Regions from separate parts of the Oryctolagus cuniculus genome. Here region 1 is linked to region 2. A link is a contact called in public Micro-C data. All regions are on one chromosome and are shown on one strand. The core of a region is the stretch at or near the end of the contact, and the rest is flanking DNA. Distances in the headings are between cores, read along the strand shown.

The links. Hi-C and Micro-C count contacts between places; a contact is called where the count stands out from the background.
Region 1: a contact with region 2 is called in a Micro-C map of ear pinna, with 11 times the contacts expected there. The contact joins two enhancer-like sites. A contact is called at or near these places in 5 of 6 Hi-C or Micro-C datasets (ear pinna, embryonic fibroblasts, psoas muscle and 2 more).

Annotation. Positions count from the first base shown.
Region 1 is chr13:54,350,433-54,357,719 of mOryCun1.1, reverse strand. The region is part of intron 1 of LOC103350930 (a long non-coding RNA gene); the gene reads left to right. Among named protein-coding and RNA genes, the nearest start is that of TOMM20, 45 kb to the left of the region's middle. Within about 2 kb of position 3,554, at least 4 of the 8 cell types and tissues checked have an H3K27ac peak or open chromatin away from gene starts, as enhancers often do. A contact at or near this core is called in ear pinna, where this site is marked.
Region 2 is chr13:53,799,893-53,806,504 of mOryCun1.1, reverse strand. No RefSeq gene overlaps it. Among named protein-coding and RNA genes, the nearest start is that of TARBP1, 18 kb to the right of the region's middle. Within about 2 kb of position 2,179, at least 4 of the 8 cell types and tissues checked have an H3K27ac peak or open chromatin away from gene starts, as enhancers often do. A contact at or near this core is called in ear pinna, where this site is marked.

The sequences.
Region 1 (7,287 bases), core at 2,305-4,804, 550 kb before region 2:
GCTGTAGAACACAGTGCCCAAGGCAGAGTACCATGGGAACGAGAGAGTCAGGCTGGTGCCTTGGGCAGCTCCACTGGGCAATGCAAGGTGGCTGCCCCCAGGGGCCATTCAGGCTCTGGCAAAGCTGGCTTCCGCCCATTTTGACTCTGTGTCAGTTTCCAGGGAGGGAGAATCAGAGGTGCTCCCCCGGGGCTGGTGTCTAGCACTTGTAAAATCTACAGCAGTCCAGGACTGGGGCCAGGAGTCCTGAAAGTGGTGTGAATGCCTCCAGGCTGCCTGTGTGGTAGACGTGGACCACCCTGAGAGCCACGGCAGGGCAGATCCCTGCAGAAGTGACCAGGATACTGTGGAACCTTGTGTTCATATAAAATCTTACCAAAAAGCGAAACGTAGAAGGCGGGTAAAGTAGGAGCTGTTCTGGTAAAGGGGTGGGGGCCAAAGTCCCGCCTACTCTGCACCCATTCCCTGGGCCTCAGGAATGTGATTTTTATTTATTTTAATAAAGAATTAAGCCGGCGCCATGGCTCAATAGGCTAATCCTCCGCTTGCGGCGCCACCACCCTGGGTTCTAGTCCCGGTCAGGGCGCCGGATTCTGTCCCGGTTGCTCCTCTTCCACGCCAGCTCTCTGCTGTGGCCCGGGAGTGCAGTGGAGGATGGCCCAAGTACTTGGGCCCTGCACCCCCATGGGAGACCAGGAGAAGCACCTGGCTCCTGGCTTCGGATTGGCTCAACGCGCCGGTGTAGTGCGCTGGCCATGGCAGCCATTTGTGGGATGAACCAATGGAAAAGGAAGTCCTTTCTCTCTGTCTCTCTCTCTCTCTCTCACTAACTCTGCCTGTCGAAAAAAAAATTTAAAAACCAGTTTAATTTTTTAAAAAATTACTTTTTTTTTTTTTTGAAAGGCAGAGCTACAGAGAGAGAGAGGGAGGGACAGAGAGAGGATTTCCATCCACTGGTTCACCCCCCAAATAGCTGCAACAGCCAGGCTGAAGCCAGGAGCCAGGAGCTTCTTCTGTGTCTCCCACACGGGTGCAGGGGCCCAAGCACTTGGACCATCCTCTGCTGCTTTCCTAGGCCATAGCAGAGAGCTGGATTGGAAGCGGAGCAGAGAGAATCAAACCAGTGCTCATATGGGATGCTGGCATTGCAGGCAACAACTTAACCCACTACACCACAGGACTGGCCTCCCACCTTTATATTAAAAAAAAATTGTTTATTTGAAAGGCAGAGTGACAGAGAGTAATCTTCCATCCACTTGTTCAATCCCCAAAAGGCGACAACATCGAGGGTCTGTCTAGGCCAAATCCAGGAGCCAGGAAGTCCATCCAGGTCTCCCACATGGGTGATAGGAATCCAAGCACTTGGGTCATCTTCCACTGCTGTCTGGGAGCATTAGCAGGGAGCAGCTGGGACTTGAACTGTCACTCCAGTATGAGATGCCAGCTTTGCAAATGGCAGCTTAACCTGCTGTGCTCCAAAGCTGGCCCCCACTTTCATATTTTTAAGATGATTTGATTTGCAGAATTAAAAAAAAAAAAGGCACACAGGCATAGGTAGTAAGTGGAATGCCAGAAAACAACTTGTGTCCCTGGATGGCTGGGAATTTGCTCATGGATCAGCTGGTGTGCAGGCCACATCTGGTCTTGCCCCACATCCGTTTGTCCTCAGCTCTCCTTCCAACATGGACCAGGGTCTGAGCTTGCTGTGGTCACCGACCGTGCCTCAGATCGGAAACATGCTCCACTGTGTCTCGTGGGCAGGTGACTTCCGTCTAACGCAGGCTCAGGGGACATCCCAGCAGGGCAGGATGACGCCATAAAACGTCCTGAAGGAAGACAGTACTTGGCTCACTGTAGCTCTTAGGTTATCCCACATTATATTTGCACGTACACCCCGGAGAGATCTGCCCACCTCCTTGCAGACAGTTCCAGGGAAAGATGTGCTGGGCCCTGTAGGGTGCTCAAGGCGGCCCCTGTCCCTGTCTCACAGCTCAGCTGGGCCATCGGCTGCTCTGCACCTTTTCCCTGAGCCACTTGATGGCACTATGAGAACTGGAGAAAAGAGGCTGCTTCCCCAGAAACCGTCTCCTCAGTCCTGATTGTCTCCAAACTCCCATTTCCACCTGCCTCCTCCCAAACACAGCAGAATCACTTCTTAGCCTGGTCCCCCCCCACCCCACCTGCCCCGCCGTCGGATCCACGGTTGGGTGCAGTTTCAGGAGCACCCCTTCCTCCCCGCCGCCGCCCTGTTTCCTGCCCTCATGCGCTTGTCCTTCCATCTGTTTTTTTTTTTTTGGGGGGGGGTTATATTCTGGGTGTTTTGGGGGCCTCCATCATTCCGGCAGATAATCTGCAGGAGAAGGAAAGGCCATGAAAACCTGATAAGACTTTGGGCCTCTGAAAGAGAAAGAAGTGCCTGGAATCCTTCTGGCCACGTGACTTGTTTTCCAGAAGAAAGAAGAAAACAGCAGTGGGGAGAGAGCTGAGAGGAGGCAGTGGGAGAAGGTGCAGGGGAGGAATGGCAGGAATGTGCAGAGAGGCAGGAAGCAGGGTCTCTGGCCCAGGAATCTTGGCATTAAGTTGCAGGGCTGAGAGGCAGTCTGTTCTTGGCTTCCCAGCTGCCACTGTGTCAAAATCCCCCTCGCCCGGGTCAAGGGTGGGTGGTGGCTTGGTCAGGAGGGACCCTTGCGGTAATCTACTTACTTGGGCCTCTGGGTTCCCCGTTCTTGAGGCCACTTCCTCTTCCCCGAGAGACAAGTGGGGAGCAGGCTCAGGAGACGCAAGCTAGGGAAGAGGACAGGCCCAGCTGCCCCCAGACCTCAGCTCCCAAAGCACCACCCACCGCCCCCACCAGCTGCCCCTGGACTCCAGAGAGAGGAAGGAGAAAATGCCGCTGCTTGGGAGGAATTTGCTGAAAGAAAAGCATTTCCCCAAACAATGACCAGGAAATATTGTCTTGACTGATACTCCTGACGTGTGCTGACCTCCTGGCAGAGTTATTCCAAGGCTCTGGTGCTATACAAGGCTGATGGGGCAGCTCCCAGAGCCGGAGGGGCTCACCCTGCCCAGGCCGTCCGAGGCCTCTTGCTTGAGAGGTGTTAGGGGCTCTCTGCATAGACCTCGGTTTGGCCAACCCTGACCTTGAGCAGGGGCCCAGGCCGGCCTGCACAGCTTGCTTGCAGGTGGGAGGCCATTCTCTGCTGACTCAGGCCCAGACTGGGGCAGGTGCATGCCTTCAACCCCATGAGTAATACCTGGCTTTTCATCTTCAAAGGGCCTTCCCAAGATTAGCCAATTAGTCACCCCCAGGGGAGCTACAAAGCAGGTTATTATTGTCTTCATTAATCCCAGTAGTGGGGGAGGGGGTAAAGGGAGTCCCCACCCCAGGCCAGTGAGAAAACCTGCAGCAAGGGAGTGAGGATTTGGGTGCAGGAGCTGAGGACAGCTGCTGAGGAGTCCCTGAGTTGTTGGAGGTGGGCAGTGATGAACCCACAGCCTTAAAGAGAGACGCCACTGGAGAGGGCACCTTGCTGAACCCAGGGCCAGTGGATGGAAAGGCAGGTTGTCAGGAACCCACCCGTGGGGGCTTTTGGAAAAGCCGCTGGGCATGCTCACGCCACCCTGCCCCTCTGAGCCATCCAGTTTTTGTCAAACGAATCTTGGAACACTTTCCTTTCTGTGTCTGTGTGAGGATTTTGAACATGGTAACAACACATGACTCAAGCACCTTGCAAATCAGAAGTGTGATAATGAAAACTTAGAACATTCATCCAGGTCTCTTTGAGCCACCGGCTTGTTCCTGTTCAGATGCAGGTTGCAGACAGCGAGTTTTGAAGGTAAGTCTGCATCCTGGTGACACAGTGAGAACTGAAGCACCTTCTGGAAGCCAGACAGCAGAGCAAGCCTTTCAGTCAACCCTGTCTGCAGCTGCTTTTTATAAACTTGGCATAAATATGTGCTTGGGAACGCCAGGACAGTGTATCTGGAAAATATTTTCTACCATTTGAAAACACACACACACACACACACACGTACACACACATACAGAAAGAAAGAAAAAAAAAAAAGAACCCAACAGAAATTGTGCATAATACAGAGTGGCTTCATTTGTGGTTTTTTTCCATTACTTCCTCAGTTCATTTTTCTGCTGCCAATTTTAGAAGGCCATAAGTCATAGTTGTTGTTAAACGTTGTCAGTTAAAATGTAGCTCTAAGAACAAAGTCATATGATAGGCTGAAGTCACAGAGCCTCTGGGGAGGATTCTAAGGCACCGTGTTTGTGTGCTCTGTGCCGTCTGCGAAGTCCAGGCTCGGGTGTCTCCCGGTGTTTCTTGGTATGTGTTACAAGGCAGTCCTGACTGTCACTGGGCCCTGGGCTTGTCATTTTTGCCGCAGCTCCCAAGGGCCACCTACCAGAGGGCAGGAGAGGTGCTGAGTCAAACTGTCAATCCGCATTTTCTCTGTGTGACCCAGGAATGGAATGTGGCCTCATTAAGGGCGATTTGCTAAGAGTTCCATACTTTTATTGCTCCTAGAAATGACTGGGCCCACTTTCTCATTTACACTGACTGTGCAGAATAAGAAATGAAGAGGCCAAAAGGGAGTAAACCGGCTGTGTTTGAGGCTGGAGTGGCTCCGCTTCCTCACTGACCGTGCTGGGTAGAACTGAAAAGCCAGGGATGACAACCGCGCGGCCGGAGCTTCTGTGCCTCGGGGCGTCCAGCAGGCCGCCCTGTTTGATTTGCCTGCTAGACTGGGAGGCTTTAGACGTCAGGGTCTTGTGTTTCTCCCAAGCTGTTCTAGAGCTAAGGCCAAGGCCAAAACCCAACCAGCCAGTGGGCACCGAGAAACGCTTGTGCTTACAACCAGCATGAAAGGCAAAACCCCAGCAGCCCCCTGAGAGCAAGGTCAGCCCTCAGCCTGGTGAGGAGGTGGGGCGGGGGGTATCTCCAGACACTTTCCTGGGCCCTCCTTTGGCCTGCTCTTCACTTCGCCATCCCCTCAAGCCGGGAGGAGAGCAAGGGAACGCGGGGTGGGAGAAGGTAGCTTGCTCTGCGGCCGGAGCCCCAAACTTTGAGGGTGGGCAAGGCAAATCCAGAATTCAGGCCATCACTCTGAACACTAGATCCTACTCCAATCCACAATACAGTCAGGGACTGCGGGCAGGACTGAAAGGGCTGATCCCAAGCCCTGGCCCTGACTTGCCAAGCCACTTGCAGGAGGCAGCAACGCGCTCTCTGTTCTTGGTTCTCCATCTGTGGAGAGGGTGCTTGTGTCCTAGATGCTACATGAGGGGTCTCCCCCCTACACTCACGGTCAGTGCCTCCACAGGACATGCACAGGGCACTTCACTGTCCTGGAGCCAAGTCCTCCAGGCTGTGGCATTTGCTCTGTCTGCGGGGGTCGGTGGCACTGCTTTCAAAAGGAACCACGTGCGTCTCAGCTGGCGTGCTTCGGGGGGCCATCGCTTCTCTTTTGAGCCTTCTCTCCTCCACAGCAAACATTTCTGCTCCTCCATTCATTTTTTTTTTATCTTCTATTTAATGAATATAAATTTCCAAAGTACGACTCATGTGTTACAATGGCTTCCCCCCCCATACCGTCCCTCCCACCCACAACCCTCCCCTTTCCCACTCCCTCTCCCCTTCCATTCACATCAAGATTCATTTTCGATTATCTTAATATACAGAAGATCAGCTTAGTATACCTTAAGTAAGTATTTCAACAGTTTGCTCCCACACAGAAACATAAAGTGAAAAATAATAGATGATTTTTTTTAAATGATGATCCTCCATTCATTCTTTCAACACTGGGCAGCTACCATGCTTGGGCATTGTGCCTGGTACTGGATACATCTGTGAATAAGTCCCCATCTTCACAAAGTGTTCCTTCTAGTGGGAGTTGTCCACGTGGTCCACGTGGGCCAGCTCACCCAGCAAGCTGACTGCAGACACCTGAGCGAGCAGACAGCCCCAGGGCTGCCATGGTCTGTGTGAATGGGTGGGTGCCTTGGGGTTTGCTGCTTCACCTCTCCCAGCCCTGCCTGTGAAGTGGGTGCACCACTTGCTTCCTGGGGAGGCCATGAGGAGTGGGTAACAAAGCACGTGTGACCAGGCACTCTGACAAATGTTGGCTGCCCTCCCAGCTCTTTCCAAGGTCTCAAATTATCAGCCTCCCAGGTCCACTTCCTGCCTTCTCTTCTGGATGATCTCATTGAAAAATTCAACCTTGCCTGGGCAAACAGGGAAACTGATTCCAAATTCCAAAGCGGACCTAGACGTATTTTCTTGGAGCATGGTCTGGGGTGGCGTGGGAGGGAGCTGCTGCTCTCCGAGGTCTTCCTGTGCTGTCTTGTTGCTAAGCCCAGCTTCTCTGCAGCTGGCTTGTGAAGACCAGATTTGGAGGGTTCGAGTGCCCGTCTTCGCTGCCCGAGGGCTGCCCGCCTCTGACCGCTCTGCCCTCTGTTCACAGCTTCTCCATGCTCTGTCTCTGAGGAAATACTGAAAAGACTCAGGAAGTGAGCTCACTTTTTTTTTTTTTTTTTAATTTCCTCCCCCTCCTTTTCCAAAACAGTGCAGCCTTCCTGGAAGAAGTCAAACAAAACAAGTGTGACTATTTTAAAAATGATTGGAAAAGTCATTCCGAACAGTGCGACTTTGAACAGCTTGGGCCACTGCCTTTACAGCTTACTCCATGGTGGACATTCAGGGCGGGGGCAGGGCAGCCTGTGTGGTCTAGGTGGTGTAGGAGGAGGCAGCTGATGGCTGACTGGGTCTGCTGATCAGGCCGCCTCAAAAGATCACATGCACCTAACCTGTGCAGATGTCAAAGACGCAGATAGGCAGAGCTGTGAGTGTGTGTGTGTGTGTATGTGTGTATGTGTGTGTGAGACCATGTCTACCTAAAATCAAACAGCATAGTGCAATAGCCGAATCACTTCCCAGGCACAGATGACTTGTGCTGTGCATGGGGGTGATCATTTCGGGTTTGGTGGTGACCTTGGGTGACTCAAGCTGGTCCCGGTGTTGCGATTAATAACATCATTGTGTGTGCCGAGGCCGAGGTCGGGGGCTGGGGAGGGACACCTTTTCATTTTGGCCATCTGGTCAGAATGCTTTCCCTCCAGTGAGGGACAGACCTTTGCTGGTTTCAGCTGGAATGCTGCCTCCCCATAGAGGTAACAGCCAATGCACAGGCACCCTGTCTGTGTGGGCTGGCCGATCAGGGCCAGACCTCTGCTCCTGGCCTGTCCTATCGATTGCAATTTGGTATGCAGTTCAGGCACTG
Region 2 (6,612 bases), core at 930-3,429:
TTAATTACCAATATAAATCTCACAAGCAACTTCCGTAACTTCATTTGCAAATGAATATGCACACCTCCTAAATCATTCCCTTCTCTCTGCCTCTCCCCTACGCCCCCCCCCCCACCCTATCCACAGGCTGGATCTGAGAGCAGCGGGATTTGCCTCCCGAGGCCCCCTGCTTCCCGGTGTCCCTCCAGGCCAGCGTGCGCCCCGGAACATGCCGCACCCGCTGAGACCATGCAGTCCCGCCCGGCTCCCTCTGCAGCCCACCAGTGCCCTCCTGGCCCTGATCGGGACAACGCATGGCAGAAACCTGGCTCTGTTTGCCTGACAGGGTTCACAAACCACGGTGAACTCTGCAGCGCTCAGAGGCCAAGTTTCCGGTATGCAGTGAAAACTGAAGCCTGGTTTTGGGTTTCCTTACCGAATTCACACAGCGCCAGTCATGACAAGAGACGTGTGAGGCAGCCAGCTCAGGCAGCACGAGGCCCGGCAGAGACACACGGTGCTCAGTGCTATTTCTAGCTCTGCCACCCACTTGCTGTGTGGCCCGAGGCTGGTCACCTACCCTCACTGCACGCAGCTACCTTTTGCAAGCGTGGGTGTGGGTGCACATGCATGTGCGCACGTGCGCGCGCGTGTGTGTGTGCATGTGTATACCACGCCTCATCCCGCTGGGAACACTGGCTGGGCCTGCGGGATGGCCGTTGAGCTAGCAGCATTCCTTTGACCGGATTTTAATCACGACACAGGCGTCCTCAGAAATGCCAGAGATCCCTCCCACGCCACCGCGCGCCTGGCTCTCCTGGTCACTTGTCTCCGCCTGTGCGCCTTCCAGCTGGGCGGCGGGGACAACTGTGCTGATGCCTTAGGGTCGTCTTTGGTCCTCTTGCAGCCTGTTAAAAATACACACACGTGTGTCCCATTTTTAGAGAAAACGGAAATCAAATCTATTGCATGTATTTTAGGCTCTCTGTCTGAATTCCGAAGTCTTGCTCCTACTTTTTGGGCTCCGGGCACAGTCACAGTGGTTTAGCTTTCCCTCGGGGACAATGCTGCAGACGGGATGTGAGCTCTATTTTCACATTCCTTTAAATGCTTTCCTGGGTCGGTCCCTCCTCCTGCCGAGGAAATTCACTGGGAATCCACGAAATGCTTGAGTGAAGGAAAACAAACCCGGGTGTTGAAGTCAGGGACCTACTGGATCCCACCTCCTAGCTCTCACGCATACGAGCTGTGCGACGTTGGCAAGCTGCTTAACCTCTCTGAACGTGGGTTTCTCAGGTGAAAACCTGGGCCAATGCCAAGGGCCACATCAGCGCCAGGAGCGACTGACATACGCCAGTGGAACAGAGCACCCGGCATGCAGAGTATGTGCCCGCCAGGGTACTTGTTCCAGTCCACCGCGTTCTCTTCCTGTAGGTCTCGGATGCATCAAAAACTTAGGACATGATGGATGTGAATATCGCGTCTGTCTGCCCTTCCCAGGTCCTACTTCCAAAAAAGGGAAAAAGAGAAGGAAATAAACAGCGACTGTCAGAAGCCCTGTTGAAGGCTCCTTCCAGCCAGTGCAATGCACTCTCCATTCCAAACCAGCTTATTAACTATTCACTGCTGTTGGAACCGGACATAAGAACAGAGTTCCCTGCTCAAGACCCAAAACTCCGCAAGCTGAGTGATCCGATTGCTCGGTTCCGACCATTTCCTGCTCTCTCAGTGCCACCCCAGGGCTGAGACGTGCAGCACCGAGAGCTGGGCCAGCTGCAGACTGGGTGGCTACCCCGAACATTTGCTGAACGCCTTGCAGGAGCAATTCCCTTGACTTTCATTTCCACTCTGGGCACTGCATTGCTGGGGGATTATTTCACTGCATGGGTGGCCTGAGTCTCTTGGCCTTCAGCCTGTGGCTCATTCCACCGCTCTGGGCAAGCAGTAACCACCCAAACACGCAAGTCTGTCTCTCATGCCCCAGTGGCATGAATAACATCATTAACTCTTCAAGGCTGAGGTTTGGGATTACGTACAAATCTTATGTCTCACTGCGCTAGCAGGAGGTGTTTTTTCCTTCACGACTGTGCTTCCTCGGCGCTGTGGGCTTCAACACGGAAGCTCGGTGCTCCCTGTCTCCAGTTCCTAAGAACAAATGAACAGACTCCACGGCTTTGAAACTCTTCAGACTCGGGAAATGCGGCTGGCGAGTCCCCAGGAGGGAAAGAGCGGGAAGTACACAGCTGTGCAGTGTGGAGTTTCACATGTTTCTCTGAAGAGGAGCTTTCTAAAAAACCACCTTGCAGGGCACTCCTTAAGAGACACGGTAACACATTTCCTAAGGCCTTGGGCCACTGCTGGCACAGACGCAGGCCGGGCTCAGGTGCAGGGTGGACTGCGCGCGCCATCTGGTGGCTCGGAGCTGACACTGCGCGCATCATCCGGGCTTTTACCCCATTGACAGAATTCACAGGAGTCCATTGTGGGCTTTTAAGTTCTGTGGGAAGTGATCGCCAGGCCCCGAAGGAAGCTGCTGAAAGCCTCATGTTCTGTACTCTGTTCCTTATCCTACAGCTGGATACTCAATACCGCAGGTCGTCGTCCACACAGGGACGATGGGTGTACCCAGCACGGAGCACCTGGGCCCCTCCCTAGTGACCCCACAGGTCTGAGCCCCCCTCTCTCCCCTGCTGAACCCACTCTTCTCCAGGCTTCTGCATCCCGCACTTCCCGAGGCTTGGTCCACAGGCGTTTTCACATCCTCAGAAGTCCGCCCCACTTTTTGGGCCCATACTTGTGTTTCCAGCGTGTATTCCAAGAATCGTTTTATTAATCAGGATTTTTAGAAAAGGCATTCAAAACTTGGGAAACTCGGGGTTACAGGCGCACCTCTGCCTCAGAAGGACATCTTGCAGATACAACAACTTCAGAGAAAGCTTTGGTCTGTGCCACTCACGCGCCTGCTGATCACGTAGCTGTCTGTTCAGAACTGGAAGATGTGAGCCTCCGTCTGCTAGGGCTACCACAACAAAATGCCACAGGGTGGGAGGTTGGGCTCAGGTCAGGGTTCTGGAGGCCGGAAGCCTCAGGCCATGATGTCGGCAGGGTTGGATCCTTCCCAGGCCTCTCTCTCCTCGGCTGGTAGCTGTCGTCTGCTCCCTGTGTCCAGCCAGGACTACCCCTCTGTGTGCATCTGTGTCCTGATGTCCTCTTCCCCCAAGGACATCAGCCCCACTGTGTCAGGGCCAGTCCTAATGGCCTCTTGATGCCCATATCACCTCTTTAACAGCCCCATCTCCAACTCTAGTCACATTCTTTTTTTTTTTTTTAAATAAAGATTTGATTTATTTATTTGAGAGGCAGAGCTACAGCCAGAGAGAGGGAGAAACAGGGAGAGAGAGAGAGAGAGAGAGAGACAGGTCTTTGATCCGCTGGTTCACTCCCCAAACAGCCACAATAGCTGGAGCTGGGCCAGTCTGAAGCTCCTGGTCTCCCACATAGGTGCAGGGGCCCAAGGACTTGGGCCATCTTCCATTGTGTTCCTGGGCCATAGCAGAGAGCTGTATTGGAAGTGGAGCAGCCAGGACTAGAACCGGCACCCAGATGGATGCCGGCACTGCAGGCAGAGGATTAACCTACTGCACCACAGCGCTGGCCCCTCCAGTCACATTCTGATAAGCTGGGGATCAGGACTTCAACGTAGGGATTTTGGAGGGACACAACTCAGCCCAAGGCAACCAACACCTTATTTTCCTATCTACTCTGACTCCGTGGAAAGGACGCATTGTTTAGAGTTAGCAAATACAGAAAGTGGGCGGATCCAACTGTCACGTGTTCTCATTCCTTCACACGCCCACCGTGTGCGACTGCCATATGCAGCAGCAGACTTATGTAGGTCTAACAAACCGGTGGCCAGCAAAGCCCAACACGTTCACTGTCTGGCCCTTTATGGAAAAGGATGGCTGACCCTGGGCTGGAGCACACTCAGGATTCTCGAATTAGACTCCAGTAGGAACTCTACACTTCCCGTTGCCTTTGAGCGGCTGCACAGCGATGCACTCATCCTTGGCGATTTCGCCTCACTTTGCTTCCTCCATTCAGTGTCCTCATAGATACACATGTCTCTTCCTCGGCTACTCTTTTGAACTGGTTGTAACATCCTATGGTTCCCTCCTGAGTTATGAGTTGAGGGGCTAGTGTGTGGTGGAAGGGGTTAAACTGCCACCTGTGATGCCGGCATCCCATATGGACTCCAGTTCTAGTCCTGGCTGCTCTACTTATGATCCAGCTCTCTGCTAGAGTGCCTGGGAAAGCAGTGGAAGATGCCCCAAGTGCTTGGGTCCCTGCACCCATGTGTGAGACCCAGAAGAAGCTGTTGGCTCCTGGCTTTGACCTGGCCATTGTAGCCACTGGGGAAGTGAACCAGTGGATGGAAAGCTCTTTGGCTACTGCTCTGTCTCTCTGTCTGTCTCTCTCTCTCTCTGTGTGTGTGTGTGTCTGTGACTGTCTTTCAAATAAATAAATAAATAACACTTTAAAAAATAATGAGTTGAATACAACCTTCAATGTGTTAATTTTGTATCTATAGAAGAGTCATACTTTTTGTATTTTTTAAAAATTGTCTTTTAGTATCTCAATGTTAGACTTCTTGAGTGTAATCATGGCACTGGGGTTAGGAAGGACAATGGTTTTCTCTCAGAAGCATTCATGGAGCCTACAAATGACTTCTAACCAGCATGCATACATGTACATACACAAATGTCATCTTGGGGAAGAGAGAGAGAGAGAATGATAAAAGATGAACAGATGAACAGCTGGTGAATTCAGGTAGAGGCCACAGGATGTCCTTGGATGTTGTTCAATTCAGTCAACTTTTTAGGTTTGACAATTTTCAAAACAAAATTGGGACAGTAAGTTCCCAGTGAAGCATGTGGCCAGCTTTGTGTCCCATTCTTCCAGATATTTCTTCAGGACTTCAGAGAGAAGCCAATTATAGCTATTTGTGAGTTGTCTTCTTGCAGTGGGTAGTGTGAAGAAGAGTAAGTCAATGAAATATTAATGTTTCTATTGGCACGTGGCTCGATTTCTGTTAGAATTTCTAATAGTACCAAGTGTGAGATGCTAAGATGGAGATTTTTTTTAAAGCCAGATACCTCATATTCTCAAAGAATTCTTTTGAAATAAATAACCTTATAAGGTGAAGCCTGGATCCCAGGACCTCTCAGAGGGTGCTGATGTTCAAGCTGAGGGTGCTACATTATGCAGGTGGGCTGGGGGCCTGAGGTCTACCCCTTAATTAGTGTACAGCTTTGCACACCCTGCCCCCAGCTAGACAGCGCGGTCTCCACACAGTTCAGGACCCTAGTAATTGCTGTTTGGCTGTTGCTCAAACAGAGACTGTAAAATTGGGAGCTGTTAGCATACTTAGGGGGTTTGAATAGCCTCGTGACAATGAGGGGAAAAAGTAAGCTAAATTCTCAAACACTGTGTCATTTAGCATCAAGGTTTAGGATTGAAATTTTCTGCCTGAGGGAAGCGGAGAGAAATGAGTTTGCACAGAATGCTGCTGGTTCCAATCTAAAAGGCACACTAAAAATAGCTGAAGGGCCCGAGCGGCCCAGAGGCTCCCCGGGTTGCCCAGCGGGGGCTCCTACTGCTAGACTCTGTCCTTCAAAGACCGTTGCACACAGCCCTGAGAGCTGGCCTGGGCTCCCTGGCTCTCCAGGGTGCTTTCCCTTTGGTCACAAGGAAGCGGGGGCTGGGGAAGACGCCCTGGTCCTTAAAGGACAGATCCCTGAGAGGAGGCGGTACCTTCTCTCCAAAGAGGCTGCTCACGCAGAAGCAGAGGCAGAGGCCCAGAGCAGGCTCCGAGACCAGGCTACCCTGAAATCCGGGTCAGCCGCTAGCAGGTGGGCTTTGGTTGTGCCTACCTCTCCTTTCACATCATTTAAGGCCTCGTCTTTGTTCTTACCCAAGCTAGTGCCATGCCCCCCCACCCCCAATCTGGGCCCTCTGTCTCCAGGCCCCCACCCCATCCCCCTTCATCCTGTGTAGGGACTCCAGCGTCATTTTTCTGCAACCCAATTCAGTTCAGGTCATTCTGTCTATTTTTAATTTAATTAAAAACATTTTTTTAACAAACTAAAGAATGAAACAAGCAATTAACTGAGCAAGGAAACAGACAAAAACCTTTCCATTATTCTCCATCTTCTACTGAATTAACCTGAAACCCTTACCCAGTCCTGCTAACCAGCTCTCTCCATATCAGTCACCTCTATTCACCCATTTGGGTAAAAGCTGCAGAGAGAGAGAGAGAGAAGGGAGAGAGAAGAGAGAGAGAAAGAGGGTGCAGAGATAGGGAGAGAGATAGAAAGAGAGGGAGAGAGAGGGAGGGAGCGAGGGCATTTTCCTGTCTCACTGGAGTGGCAGTGACTGTGCCACTACTGTGTTACTGAACTCAAGTAGGGTTTAGTGCAGTTATCGCCCCCTGAACTGGAGATCAAAACCCAGCTTTGGAGGATACACACAGGATAACCCAAGGCACCAATGTTCACGGTAGCATTGTTCACAGAGTAGAAGCAATCCAGGTGTCTAAGGGATAAGCAAAGCATGCTGGAGCCACACAAGGGGAAT